Linked DNA regions of Canis lupus: region 2 is linked to region 1. The links are chromatin contacts, called in public Hi-C maps. All regions are on one chromosome and are shown on one strand. The core of a region is the stretch at or near the end of the contact, and the rest is flanking DNA. Distances in the headings are between cores, read along the strand shown.

Evidence for each region. Hi-C and Micro-C count contacts between places; a contact is called where the count stands out from the background.
Region 2: a Hi-C map of blood shows a contact between it and region 1, with 4 times the contacts expected there. The contact joins the promoter of MRPS33 here to the promoter of SSBP1 in region 1. A contact is called at or near these places in 2 of 9 Hi-C or Micro-C datasets (both in blood).

The regions. Positions count from the first base shown.
Region 1 is chr16:7,242,981-7,249,062 of UU_Cfam_GSD_1.0, reverse strand. SSBP1 (single stranded DNA binding protein 1) reads left to right here and starts at 2,576. Exons shown (of 7, transcript NM_001252279.1): 1 at 2,576-2,711; 2 at 3,333-3,399; 3 at 5,591-5,651. The coding sequence starts at 3,376.
Region 2 is chr16:7,863,726-7,870,756 of UU_Cfam_GSD_1.0, reverse strand. It overlaps MRPS33 (28S ribosomal protein S33, mitochondrial), which reads right to left and starts at 4,244. Exons shown (of 3, transcript XM_038559383.1): 1 at 4,101-4,244. LOC111090230 (a long non-coding RNA gene) reads left to right here and starts at 1,880. Exons shown (of 7, transcript XR_005371238.1): 1 at 1,880-3,112; 2 at 3,235-3,343; 3 at 3,482-3,611; 4 at 3,776-4,384. It overlaps LOC111090231 (a long non-coding RNA gene), which reads left to right. Exons shown (of 6, transcript XR_005371236.1): 6 at 875-1,481.

The sequences.
Region 1 (6,082 bases), core at 1,327-3,826:
GAGCCCGACGTGGGACTCGATCCCGGGTCTCCAGGATCAGGCCCTGGGCTGAAAGCGGTGCTAAACCACTGAGCCACCTGGGCTGCCCACATTTATATATTTTGTATATTTTAATGTTTTTCTTGTTAAGAGTTAAAAAGAAAGCAGCACATACAATTTGGTCCAATAGTCTAAGAACATGTGTATTGGTAATTCCTGTCTGAGAATTGAGATTAGTTTAAGATGCTATTTAGATTAAGATGTTATGTATAAAGTTATGAGTTTCCTCAAGGCTGTTTTCAATTGGCATGCTTTCTGCTTTTTTAATTCTAAACAACCCTTTCCGCGCTCCTCAGAAGTATGGGCAGATACAAAGAGGGAGAGGTCATGGTATAATGAAATAAATTTAGGGCTGAGCAGATATGAATAAACTGGATGTAGGTGATTAGGAAGAGGTTTTAAAGATGACTCCAAAGTTCAACTCAGGGATAATGTTGGTACCATTAAAGTAAACAGAGTTTAGAAGGGGTAAATTGGTTTTGGAGGAAAGGATGAATTTTGCTTATTTTGCTTTCGTTCATCTGAACAGCTCAAGTAGAAGGAAGATTTTTCTTTTAAAGGATTTTTTTCAACATTTTCTAAAAAAAAATATTTTATGTATTTATTCATGAGAGAGAGAGAGAGAGAGAGAGAGGGGGGGGCAGAGACACAGGCAGGGGGAGAAGCAGGCTCCATGCAGGGAGCCCGATGCGGGACTCGATCCCGGGACCCCAGGATCATGCCCTGAGCCAAAGGCAGATGGTCAACCACTGAGCCACCCAGGGGTCCCAAGATTTTATTTATTTTAGAGGTAGGGGAGGAAGGGGCAGAGGGAGAGATAGTCTCCAGCCAGCTTGGGCTGAGCATGAGCCTGAGGTGAGGCTGGATCTCAGGACCCCGAGCCTGAACCAAGAGTTAGACTTGCACTGAGCCCCTAGAAGTGAGATTTTTAAACAGGAGATGACTGCAGGGCACTGACAGCAGCACCACGGCCGGTGGGTGTGGGACCATTAATAACTGCGCGAGGCCTGAAGGCAGTACAACATGCTGTTTCAGGAGCTGAACATTGTGAAGGTAGAGGTTAAACGGGAGGTAAGCGTCTAGCATGTACCAGCTCGTCAGCCAGGCTTTTAGGAGCAGGTTAAAATGTCCATTGGAAGCCATGTTAAGTAGTCTGTGTTTTCTCCTTTTGAGACAAAAATGGGCCAGTGAGGACCTCTCTAGGTATAGGGTCCCCAGATGGCAATTTGCTTGTTAGACTGGTCTGGCGGGGAACCCAGGACAGGCCCCCGGGGCCAGCAGAGGAGAGGCCTGGGGAGGCCGCCTCTGGCCCAGGTCCTGCAACCTGGACCACCCCAGTACCCTCCCACTGAGCAGGACCCAGGCTGACGGTGCCAAGAAACACAGCAACCAAGCTCAAGGACACTTTAATGCAATATTTTAAAGATATTAAAATTAGGGCAGCCTGGGTGGCTCAGCGGTTTAGCTCCACCTTCAGCCCAGGGCCTGACCCCGGGGGCCAGGGGTTGAGTCCCATGTGGGGCTCCCTGCATGGAGCCTGCTTCTCCCTCTGCCTGTGTCTCTGCCTCTCTCTGTGTGTCTCATGAATAAATAAATAAAATCTTAAAAAAGAAAAAAAAAACAAAGATTGCAACTTGGTTAAGAGACATGGTCGCACATGCAAGGCCCACGGCTGGAAAGAAGGAAAGCATAATAAGTAGATTGCTGTAAATATTATGCATCAATTTACTTCCAGGGAAGCCAGGAAAGTAGAACTACACTGACTTCTGGTTTTGGCATAAATAATATAAACTTAATGGGGTGCGTTTTAATAAACCTTCTCTTCGAATTTTCGATATTCAAGTATTTTAATATCATGGAATTTTTTTTTTTTTTTTTGGTGGGGGAGGTATATGTAAAAACGAACGTTTTTTTTTCCCCCCTCTTGTGCCTCAGGATTCAATATGGCTCAGAATTTAATTAAAATTTTGCTTTTTTTTTAAAAAAAATTATTTTTATTTTTATTTTTTGTTCATCACAGATTTCTTTTTTGAACTAACATTCTTAAAAATCTCACCCTGACTCTTCCTGAAATATTATTTTGATCGCCAATTTTTTTTTTTTTTTTTTTTTTTTTGCATCCCCTTAATTTTTCCTTTCTCAGCTCGACTTCCTCCCCCGGGTTTCCCCGCTGCAGGCCTGCCTGGACCTGCGCAGGCTCCCCCCGCAGGCGGAGCATCCTTTGCCCTCGCCCACCTCGGCCCCTCCTGGGCCACAGGGGAAGCTCGTCCAATCATTTCATTTTATTAGAAACTTGAAATCACTTCCGCTACTCACCGCTCGGCGGCGTTGCCTCATCCGCTTCCGCCCGGAGGTGGAAAAAAAAAAAAAAAAAAAAAAAAAGAAGCTGGCGGAACTACCGCGTCGCTTCCGGAAGCGCTGCCCGGAGCGTTTCTACGACGCACGCCGCAGCCGTTCCGCGTTCTCATTCCTCTCGCGAGGCGTGCGTTCTCCCTGTCCCCCGGAAGTGCTTGTGGCGGTGACGCTGAACCCGCGAGAGCTTCCGGTGCGGGAGGGGGCGAGCGGGAGCTCGTCGCTGCTGATGGCGAGGAGGTGCTGCGGCTGCTGTGTGTGTGTCTCGGCTCTTCTTCTCCCCCGTGCGGAGGACTTCAGGGTTTTCTGTCACTTCCCAGGTCCTTTTACGGGGTGGGTTAGGAGCGCCACCTTTGGGAAGGGGACCCGCCCGTCCCTGCGGGGAGGCCGGGGCCGGGGGGGTGGGGGGGAGTCCCGGGGTCTCCGTGGGCTTTGCCACCGGCATGGAGGGCGGTGATTTTAGCAGCTCCAGGTTTCAGATTTACATCCCTTGGTGACGTTGTCATACTTGGTGGGCCTCCACTATGGGTCAGGAACAAACTTAGGAGCGTTGGATGTGGCAGTCAATATAAATCAGCCCTGGGAAGGGGGGGGGCTTGCATTTTTATTTTCTTACATATATATATATTTTTAATTGGGAACTCAAGGGGGCTTGCATTTTGCTGGAATTTGAGAAGACCGTGGAATGCGAGTGGGGAAAAAAAAATCAGTTTTTTTTTTTTTTTGGTAGGAGTTAGAGGAAGAAGCAAGGGGAGTAAAAACGACTTCAACTTCTTTTTTTTTTTTTTTTCATTTGAGAGGAAGAGTCCTGGTAAAATGTGCAGGGATGTTTATGGTCGCGAGGGGGACTGCGTAAAATTAGGAATGTAGTCGGGACGTTAGGATTAGTGGGTTTGTGCTCTTGCTCTAAGTGACATCTCTCTCTCTCTCTTTTTTTCCAGGGGAAGACCACACACTACACTGTAGGAAAAGCAAATAGAAGCCATGTTTCGAAGACCCGTATTACAGGTAATCAGTCGCTTCTCCGTGATGGTGTTGAGATGCGTTCTCGTCCAGCACAGGTGATGAGGCTTCTTCAGGGTTTTGACCTCGGTAGGCGAAGGACCTACGAGAGGGAGATGTGTACTCCTTTGCTAGGATCAGGGGCAGATTTCATCTGAGTAAATGCTGTTCTCAAAGACAACAAAGGTTTTCCAGCTTGCCTATATAACGGGAGTCAATTTTTTATTTTTATTTTTTATTTATTTTTTTGGGGGGGAGTCAATTTTTTAAAACACGTAACTTGCGTTTACATCAGTTACAGAGCCTTTACTGTCTTGCGTGAGCTAAAGACTAGGAGAGTCATTTCCAGCATTCTTCTCTGAGGCATGCGGTTCCTTTTTTTTTTTTTTTTTTTTTTTCTTTTTTCTTTTAAAGATTTTTTTTATTTATTCATGGGAGACACAGGCAGAGGGAGAAGCAGGCTCCGTGCAGGGAGCCCGATGCGGGACTTGATCCCGGGTCTCCAGGATCACACCCTGGGCTGAAGGCTGGTGCTCAACTGCTGAGCCACCCGGGCTGCCCATGGGGTTCCTTTTTTGACCACCGGCCTCCCCCGCCCTCATCTTTCCACCCCATCTCCCTGTGCTAAGGGCTGCAGCGGAAGTCAGCCGTCAGCGCAGATGTGCTCCCTCCCACCAGTCTGACTCCTTAGTTCTCCAAGCCCTCCACCAGCCCAAACCACTTGTTTCCCTCACTTAAGTCTGGGCACCAAGTTTATAGGTTCTGGTTTGTAACACCTCTCTTAGTCCCCATCCTGTTAAGACTGGTGAAGAATCAATTCCTCTCTGAAACCTGTTCTCATGTCTCCCCCAGTCTGCTGTAGAATTGACTCTGTATTTGGATCTTCACTTTAACCTACACATCTGTTTAGCAGCTTTTTTTTTTTTTTTTTTTTTTTTTAAGATTTATTTATTCATGAGAGACAGAGGCAGACATATAGGCAGAGGGAGAAGCAGGATCCATGCAGGGAAACCGACATGGGACTTGATCCAGGACCTCAGGATCACGTCCTGAGCCAAAGGCAGAGGCTCAACTGCTGAGCCACCCAGGCATCACATGATGACTTTTAAAACCAAAGACAAGGATGTGAGATATTTACTCTTCCACTTGGACTATGAAAAACACAGACTTTGGGCAACAGAAGGCTACTTCTTTAAAAAGTTGAAATCAGAGCAGGTGATGTTTCTTACTGGGGAATGAACTCGGGTGAGGTAGTCTTATAAAAATTTACTCCCCATTCAGGAAAGAATAAACCAGTACAGAAGGGAGCTTTTAGGCCTTGGGGGCATAAGTGAATGTATCAGTTGTTTGTCATATTAAAGAATGAGTTTAGTGACTGACCTATAGTAACCCCATGTGAGTTTGATGAACAGGAGAGCTGGGCAGCAGGGAATGGTAATGCTGGGGAGTCTTTTTTTTTTTTTAAGATTTTATTTATTTATTCATGAGAGACACAGAGAGAGAGGCAGAGACACAGGCAGAAGGAGAAGCAGGCTTCTCGCAGGGAGCCCGATGTGGGGCTTGATCCCAGGACCCCGGGATCACGCCCTGGGCAGAAGGCAGATGCTCAACCGCTGAGCCATCCAGGGGTCCCAGTTTTGCATAGTTCATAGATTTATTCCAAGGACTGGTTTGTAAGAGGTAAAGCACTTAGCTGGTGTTCAGTAGTGATGGCTTATGTCACTGAATGTTGCTACTTTGTGTCAGGTACTACCTTCCTCTGACAGACTGACTTGACTAGTCCCATTTTTGTATTTTATCAGTGAATCAGATTTGTCTCTATCTTAGACTTTTTTCTTTGCTCCGTCAAAAGCATGATTTTTTTTCCAACACATATATGACTTTAACCCTTTGTGTGGACCACGGAAGCACCACAGTCCGGAGGGTTGCCACAAAAGAAAGAGGATTCCAGGTTAGCTCTCCTGTGCATGCCATCTAGGAGTCTACCCCTGGGCTTCTGTGGCAGTCGGCCCACCAGCGTTTGCTTGCTCCTTCTGGTGCTGTGATGGGGGAACACATGAAGTGCATCGCTTGTCTTCTGGGCATATGTGTGCTGTAGGAGCCGCTGACCCCATGGTGACTGAGTGTGAGCAGGTTTTCTGTTTGCGTTTCCCTTTCCTCCAAATTAAAGTCATTCTACTTGTTTGTTCCACTTTAGGTATTTCATCAGTTTGTGAGACGCGAGTCTGAAATAGCCAGCAGCTTGGTTCTTGAAAGATGTAAGTAATAGCTAATTTCCAAGTTCAAAGTATGTTGTTTATGGCAATGTGCAAATATTGTAGACGAGGTGCACTAACTAGTTAGGGTGTAATCTGCTGATCCCCAGGCTCTTGGCTCCTGTTTGCCTCTCCCCTCTTGGCCTTGCCCCATTGGGCTGCAGGGGCCTCGTAGAATTTCCTTGAGTCCTGTTTGGTGACCTCAGTCTCCCAGGGTCATGTGCTGTTTGCCTGAGGGAGTGGAAGTTTGTGCAAGCTATTCTTTCACAGAAATATATATACTTAGATATATTTATGTATAAAGATTTTCAGAGCTCAGATTTGTTCTTTTAACCATATAGTTTTTTTCAAAAAAAGATAGTCTAAGATTTTAAGATAAAATAAAGAGCATAATGTGTGTTTTGTGAGATACTTTCTCTAAGAATATTTTCTCT
Region 2 (7,031 bases), core at 2,995-5,494, 620 kb before region 1:
CAGCCCTTTGAACACTGTTCTCCTGGAGGGCTCCAGATGGCTCTGAGAACTGCTAATGAGTTATGAGGTCATTTAGCCTCTAGGTTGCTGGATTGAATTCTGCCTAGAGACTGAGAGCCGTTTGGGAAAAACAAAACAGAGATAGCTCAGCAGCTCTTTAAGATTCATTTTATTCCTGAATAGAAGGACTTATAGGTTATAAGGTTATCTTCCATCTTCTATATTGTCTTAATGCATACTAGCTAAGTCATTAGCTAAAAACAGTAACTTTTTCTTTAGAGGCACAGAATGTTGAAATAAGTACAAGAATAATATGTCATATGCAGAAATTACAGCTAATATATATAAAAAATTATATGGGCGATACATGAAAATCAGGAATGCTGTTGGTGAAATAACTGTCTCATTCCATTCCAGACCAGATGTAGAGGTCACCTCTGGCAGGATATGCTAATTTATGTGAAATTTTGTAGTGAGATGAGAACCTTTGAGATGAGAGACCATCTTTGGGGGCAGTTCTGTGGGGATGAAAAGGAACTGATAAACAGAAAAAAAGGCATAGACCTATCTTGAAAGAACAATGGGAGAAATATACAAAAACAAACAAAAAAACTGAAAAACAAAAAAACCGACCCTCTAGGGCACCCGGCTGACTCGGTCAGTAAAGCACGTGATTCTTGATCTTGGGGTCATGAGTTCAAGCCCCATGTTGGGCGCAGAGTTTACTATTAACAACAACAACAACAAAATCTTAAAACCCAAACAAGAATGAGGCCAAGTAAATTTCAAAATAACTCTTGTAAGGAAAAAAAAAAACAACAAACAAACCCAAAACCTGTGTTTAAATTAAGGAATTTTTCATGTCTATTTCTAGATGCATTGAAAGAACAGAGGCTGACCTCCAACTAATCGCAGAATGTCAATCTCAAACCATTTAACAATCTGAACACCAACCAAATGAGCCAATAGTGCCATCTGAAGGCCAGCAATGGGAAAACTGTCGGATCCAGGGTCTCTTCCCTGTCCCTCCAAACTGGAGATCACCTGCAAGCCTTGCTTCCTCCTTTTCCTTTCAGCACTCCCATTCTCAGATTCACTTCCTTCTCAACTCTAGCTCCATTGTGTGGGCAGGAGTGGGCTGGGCTGCCTCCTTAGGGGTAGGGTTATAGTTTCATCAATGAGAAAAAAAGGGCATTAACAGTTTAATGTATAAATAGGAAATAGTAACAAATCAGTGCCTTGCAGATTTGCCTTTAGAGGCTACAGTGTCTTTGCATGCTTTACTTTTTCTCTCCCTTCAGTGAAAGTTATCTTTTTTCAAACATGAGATTAAAAAAACAAAACTAAAAATAATGGTTTCTTAGTCAACTTTGCTTTGTTTTTGCTTAATTGCTATAATGGCATTTAAATAGATTTCTGTTTCAAGTGCACAGTTTTTCACAATCAGTTATTTGGTGGTCAGGAACTATTGTTTTGTTGCAGTGTTCTCACTTATGTGTTCGGAATTCCTTCACCTTATATTTTTAAATGAAGAGGCAGCATGGAGTCCTGAGGCCTGGGTTTGCATCCTGGCTCTGCCATTTATTGGCTGGGTTAAAGTTAGTGGTTTTCTAAATCTGACTTTCCTTTTTGGGAAACAAAGCTTGTGGAAATAAGTTAGAAATAAGAGGGATAAGTTAAAGCCGTCGCACTCCGTAAAGGGTAACTTAAGAAAAAAACCTAAACATGTTTTTAAGTTTGGGGTTCATAGGATCTAGTCGGGCACAGTTATTTATTCCTTTTCCTTATTTATTTTTTAAAAATACATCTTTAAAAAGATTTTTATTTATTTGAGAGAGAGAGCATGAGCAGGGGCAGAGGGAGAAGCAGGCCCCCCACTGAGCAGGGAGCCCCATGTGCAGCTCAATCCCAGGACCCTGGGATCGTGACCCTGAGCCGAAGTCAGACACTTAACTCACTGAGCCACCCAGGTGCCCCCTATTCCTTGTCTTCATCTAATCTCATCAGGAGAAACACACTCCTGCAGCTAAACCTCTAAATCCCTGGAATGACATCTTTACTTATAAAAACTGACAGCCAGAGAAACACAAGGGAGGGGACCAGCAGCTTGGTAACTTGACAGACAGCAAAGAGGAAGGGACTCCTTGGGAAAGTAAGTGGTCACTGAAACCACCACAGGATGTTAACTTCTGTGCAGGCCCACTTTGCAATGTAGCAAATTACTGGGACATTGAGAAGTAATGAGGTCTCATTAGAATCCACTGGGACGTGGTTATACCACAAAATCCAAGTCCTAAAACTTTTATGATGGAGAAAGGAAATAAGCCTCTTCAAACCTGAATCCCTTACTAGTAATAAAGATCCATTTGCCAAACAGAAGAAAATTGAAAATGATTATAACAATTACAAAGGAGACTTTGTAGTCTCCTTCCACAGACCAGACATATATCTCTGACGAAGAAAGGCATAGGAGCTTCGTATGCTTTTCTTTTAACACAGACTAAAACAGCTAAACAGTTCTGTTGTCCGTAAATACTGGTCCTAAGACTATCAGATGGTCACTTTTTACTATCTTAAATTCTTTTTTTTAATTGGGGAGAGAGCCTTACTTAGGATTTTTCAGGACCCAGTGTGCATCCTTACACAATCTTCCAATTTTATCTTTAAAATAAAAGAATGATTATGTTCAAGACATTAAAGGCAAATAATTTACATCAGTGAATTTTCATTGTACAAGACAGTCACTTAAAAACGTCATTTTTCCTTAAATGTGATCTTAAGAAAACAGAATAAAGAAAAATTAACTGGAGTGGGAAATGCTAAGCAAAAATAAATAAAACACACACACACACACATGTATTTTCAAATGTGCTGGGCTGGAGAAAGACATGTTAAGCCCACACAAGAAAATGCATTTTTTTTTTTTTTTTTTTACTTTGGCATAAAAGGGTAAGTTTCTTTGATTTTTAGGATAGATTTGGTGCATTTGAAAGTTCAAGTTTTGGCTCTGGATTAGTTTTGCCTTTTTCCTTTGAAAAGGGCAGCTGAAGAGCTGGAGTTCCTAACCTGGGTATCCCTGAGCGCGGCGAATCCCTTGCAACTTTTTAAAACGGTACGAAGCGTGCCTGTGTGTGTGTGTGTGTGTGCGCAAATTATGCGGGGGGAGAGCTTTCTCCAGTTTCTCAGAAAACCACTGGTTAGCGGAAAGCACCAGCTCTGGACTCTTGCGCTTAGATGGCGACGTCGTGTTTGCAGCAGTGACGGTCCTTTACATGGGCTTCCTCACCTCCGACCTGAGAACAAGTAGACGCCTCCCTGCGTGGACGCTGACCTCAAAACTCAGGTGCATGGTGGGTGCGCTCCTACTCCTCAGGCCTCGGGGAACCCACACCTTCTGCACACGTAGCTCACAGAAAAACAACCTAAACGTGATGTTGTATTATTCTTAAAGTCTGGTACTAATCGATCCACTGGGTCGTAGGGACGTGAACGGCTCTGAACCTCTGCCCGCTGGACTCAGTCCGACGACAACGCCTCCGATCCCCTGCAACTGACCGGATCCCGCTTGCCTGTGCTGGAAGCAGGTGTCAAGTCAGCCGGCGCTCGCCTCGGTACGGCATTATATTTATTTATTTTTTATGATCTCTGCACCCAAGGTGGGGCTCGAAGGCCCCGAGGTCGAGTCGCACGCTTTACCCATCGAGCCAGCCAGGCACCCGCAAATATTTTTTTTTCCAACTGGCAACAAAATTAATTTGCATCTCCTCTCCCCCAGCTACGGTGCAGAAATGCCGTGTGATGAGCTGAGGAACCGAGCCGTGCACGCTTCCTAACCAGGAGAGAGGAACTGCGCCGGGGAGGAAGCTACGCTAGCGTCCTGCGTTCGGTAAAGTCCCCAATTTACGCAGGAAAGGGTCACCCTGCTTGCAGGGTGGTGTGAAACCTCCGAGCTGGTTGATGACGAACTCGCCTCTTCTTATTCTTGGGGACTCTAGACGGTCGGAGACCCTTGCAGGACCTCCCCAACGACCGCCCGTCTCTCATGGCAGACCCCCCACCCCCGTCACCCCCGTCACCCCCAAGCTCTCGGACACCCTTACCTACTCGCGACCTTCCTCTCCCACGCGCACGCGCCCCTCTCCCGGAAGGCCCGCCCCCCGGCCCGGCTCCACGCTCCCGCGGGAGGGAGCCTACCACCGAGAGCAGCGGAGAAGCGGAAGCTTGCGGCTAGAGCGGAGCGCGGGGGAACCCGGAACTACTAGCGCTCTCGCTCGGAGGCCTCAGAGGTCATCCCTGGCGCCTGCGCAGTGAGGGGCGTGCGCCGCGTAGGCGGAGCGCGGAGGTGGTTTACGGAGATCGTCGCCCTACGGGAACGTCTTGCAGGGTTTGCTGAATGTATTTTGTTGGGAAATGCCTACGGTGCTGCCTTCCACAGTGGTTATGCGCGTGCCACGTAGTGAAGGAGGAAGACACCCCCCCCCCGTTCCTCCTTTCTTCCTGTTTTCTTTCCCTTTGCATCCAGCTGAGGCCTCGACGCGCCCCGGGGACACTGCCTGACTTGGGGCCGAAGGGTCTTGCGGCCCATCGGGGAGGCCGTTGCCCTCCCGTTCCCCTTCCCGCTCCTCCTCTAGTGGACCGTTAGTACCATCTGTAGAAGGCCATTCTCGACTCCCTTTCGCAGGATTAGGGTAGATTTGGGCTGCCTGCGGGTCTCCCCGCTGGCCCGGAAGCTTCTTCAGGGAGGAGGGATGGGGTATTTGTCTGACTCCGCCGCAGATCGTAGAATTCCTGTATTTCCCTCCGTGCTAAACCGGCTGTCAGGCAGGCCACACCGCCTGGGCCTTGTACGAAGCATTTATCGACTGAGAGTTGGGCTGGGAACACTATTTTCTGAGCGTTCTTCGAGGCTTTTCATAAAGACTGTAACATGTACCCTGGAAATAGGGCACATGAGCAGCCAGCCCTATACCTGGAGGGCATCCTATTGACACTCTCTTCCCTCCTATAGAGCAGACGCTCAACCCCTGAGCCGCCCAGGTGCCCCAAGTGGCTACTCTTGAAGCTGCTTCTGTCTTTCTGGCCAACCTAATAGTCTTGAAGCTTTAGCAACCACCCCTAGCCCATGTGATTGATTAATGAAACCTTTTTTTTTTTTTTTTCTTTTTTAAATCTTAAGATCATGCATTCTTTCCTAGAAAAGAATAGAGCCCTTCTGCATGTCTGGAAACAGAAACCAGACCCTTTGCACGTGCCGGCAACCTCAGTGCCCCACACTAAGGAGCCAGACTCCCTTGCACAGCCTCTGTGTGCTGTGAAAACCTCTGTAGCTGGCACCATTAAGTCTGCACAGTACAAGAAATGTTATGGACCATGGCACTCCCTTTACTGATTAACCACCCTGAACCCCTTTAAAAAATCCTTGGCCCCACAGAAGCCTCGGAGTTGGTCTTAGGACAAGAGTCTGCCTTCTCCCAGGTTGCTGGCCTCCTGTATAAAGATCAATATTCTTTTCTGGGCAGCCCAGGTGGTTCAGCGGTTTAGCCCCGCCTTTGGCCCAGGGGTGATCCTGGAGACCCTGGATCGAGTCCCACGTCGGGCTCCCTGCATGGAGCCTACTTCTCCCTCTGCCTGTGTCTTTGCCTCTCTCTGTGTCTCTCATGAGTAAATAAATAACATCTTAAAAGAGAAAAAAAAAGCTCATATTCCTTTCCAATCAAAACTTGTTTCTTGAGTATTGTCTTTATGAGTGACAGGCAGCTAAACTTGGATTTTGGTAACACTCTGGGCACTTTGCAATATGACTCTCATTAAGAAGCTTTTGGAGTTCCTATTAATTTCCTGAGCCTGATGTAACAACATACCACAAACCTTGGGGCTTAAAACATCAGAACTTTATTCTCTCACGGTTCTGGAGGCCAGAAGTCCAAAGACAGTGTCACTGGGCCAAAATCAAAGTGTTGACAGGACCACACGCCCTCCAGAGGCTCTAGGATAGAATCATTTCTTTGATTCTCCCAACTTTTTTTTTTTTTAATTTAAGATTTTATTTGTTCATGAGAGACAGAGAGAGGCAGAGACACAGGCAGAGGGAGAAGCAGGCTCCACGCAGGGAGCCCGATGTGGGACTTGATCTCGGAACTCTAGGATCTCGCCCTGATCCAAAGGCAGACGCTCAACCTCTGAAACACCCAGGTGTCCCTATAGATTTCTTTTTAAAAAAAGTTTTATTTATTTTTCATGAGAGACACACAGAGAGAGAGGCAGAGACATAGGCAGAGGGAGAAGCAGGCTCCATGCAGGGAGCCCGATGTGGGATTCCATCCCAGGTCTCCAGGATCACGCCCTGAGCCAAAGGCAGATGCTCAACTGCTGAGACACCCAGGCATCCCTCATTATAAATTTCTATACCTATTGCTCAACGTTTTAAAATTGTAGCTATGAGGGGCGCCTGGGTGGCTCAGTGAGTTAAGCGTCTGCCTTCAGCTCAGGTCATGATCTCAGGGTCCTGGGATGGATCTTCCTTGTGACAGGGTCTCTGCTCAGTGGGGAGCCTGCTTTTCCCTCCTTCTGCTCCTCCACCCTCCTCATGCTCTTTCTCTCTAATAAATAAATAAAATGTCTAAAAAAATAGAATTGTGGGCTATGAATCATTAGTTGGTCATGAAATCAATTTAGTAGGTTCTGAGCAGCATTAAAAGACATTAGAATGGGACTATCAGAGTGCATCACATGTAATGAGGGTAATTATTGTTTCATGAAACAATATGCATGTATCGGATCATAATGTAAAATATGCTTCCTACTCTAGGTTGTGGTAAAATGGAAAGCCTCTCACGTACACAGTTTCATTACTCATCATATTCTATGGCAAATATTCCTTGCCATTAGACACAGCAAGAATTAAAACTCACATCATCTTTTTTTTTTTTTTTAAAGATTTTATTTACTTATTCATGAGAGAGACACACAGAGAGAGGCAGAGACACAGGCAGAGGGAGAAGCAGACCCCTTGCAGGGAGCCCGATGTGGAC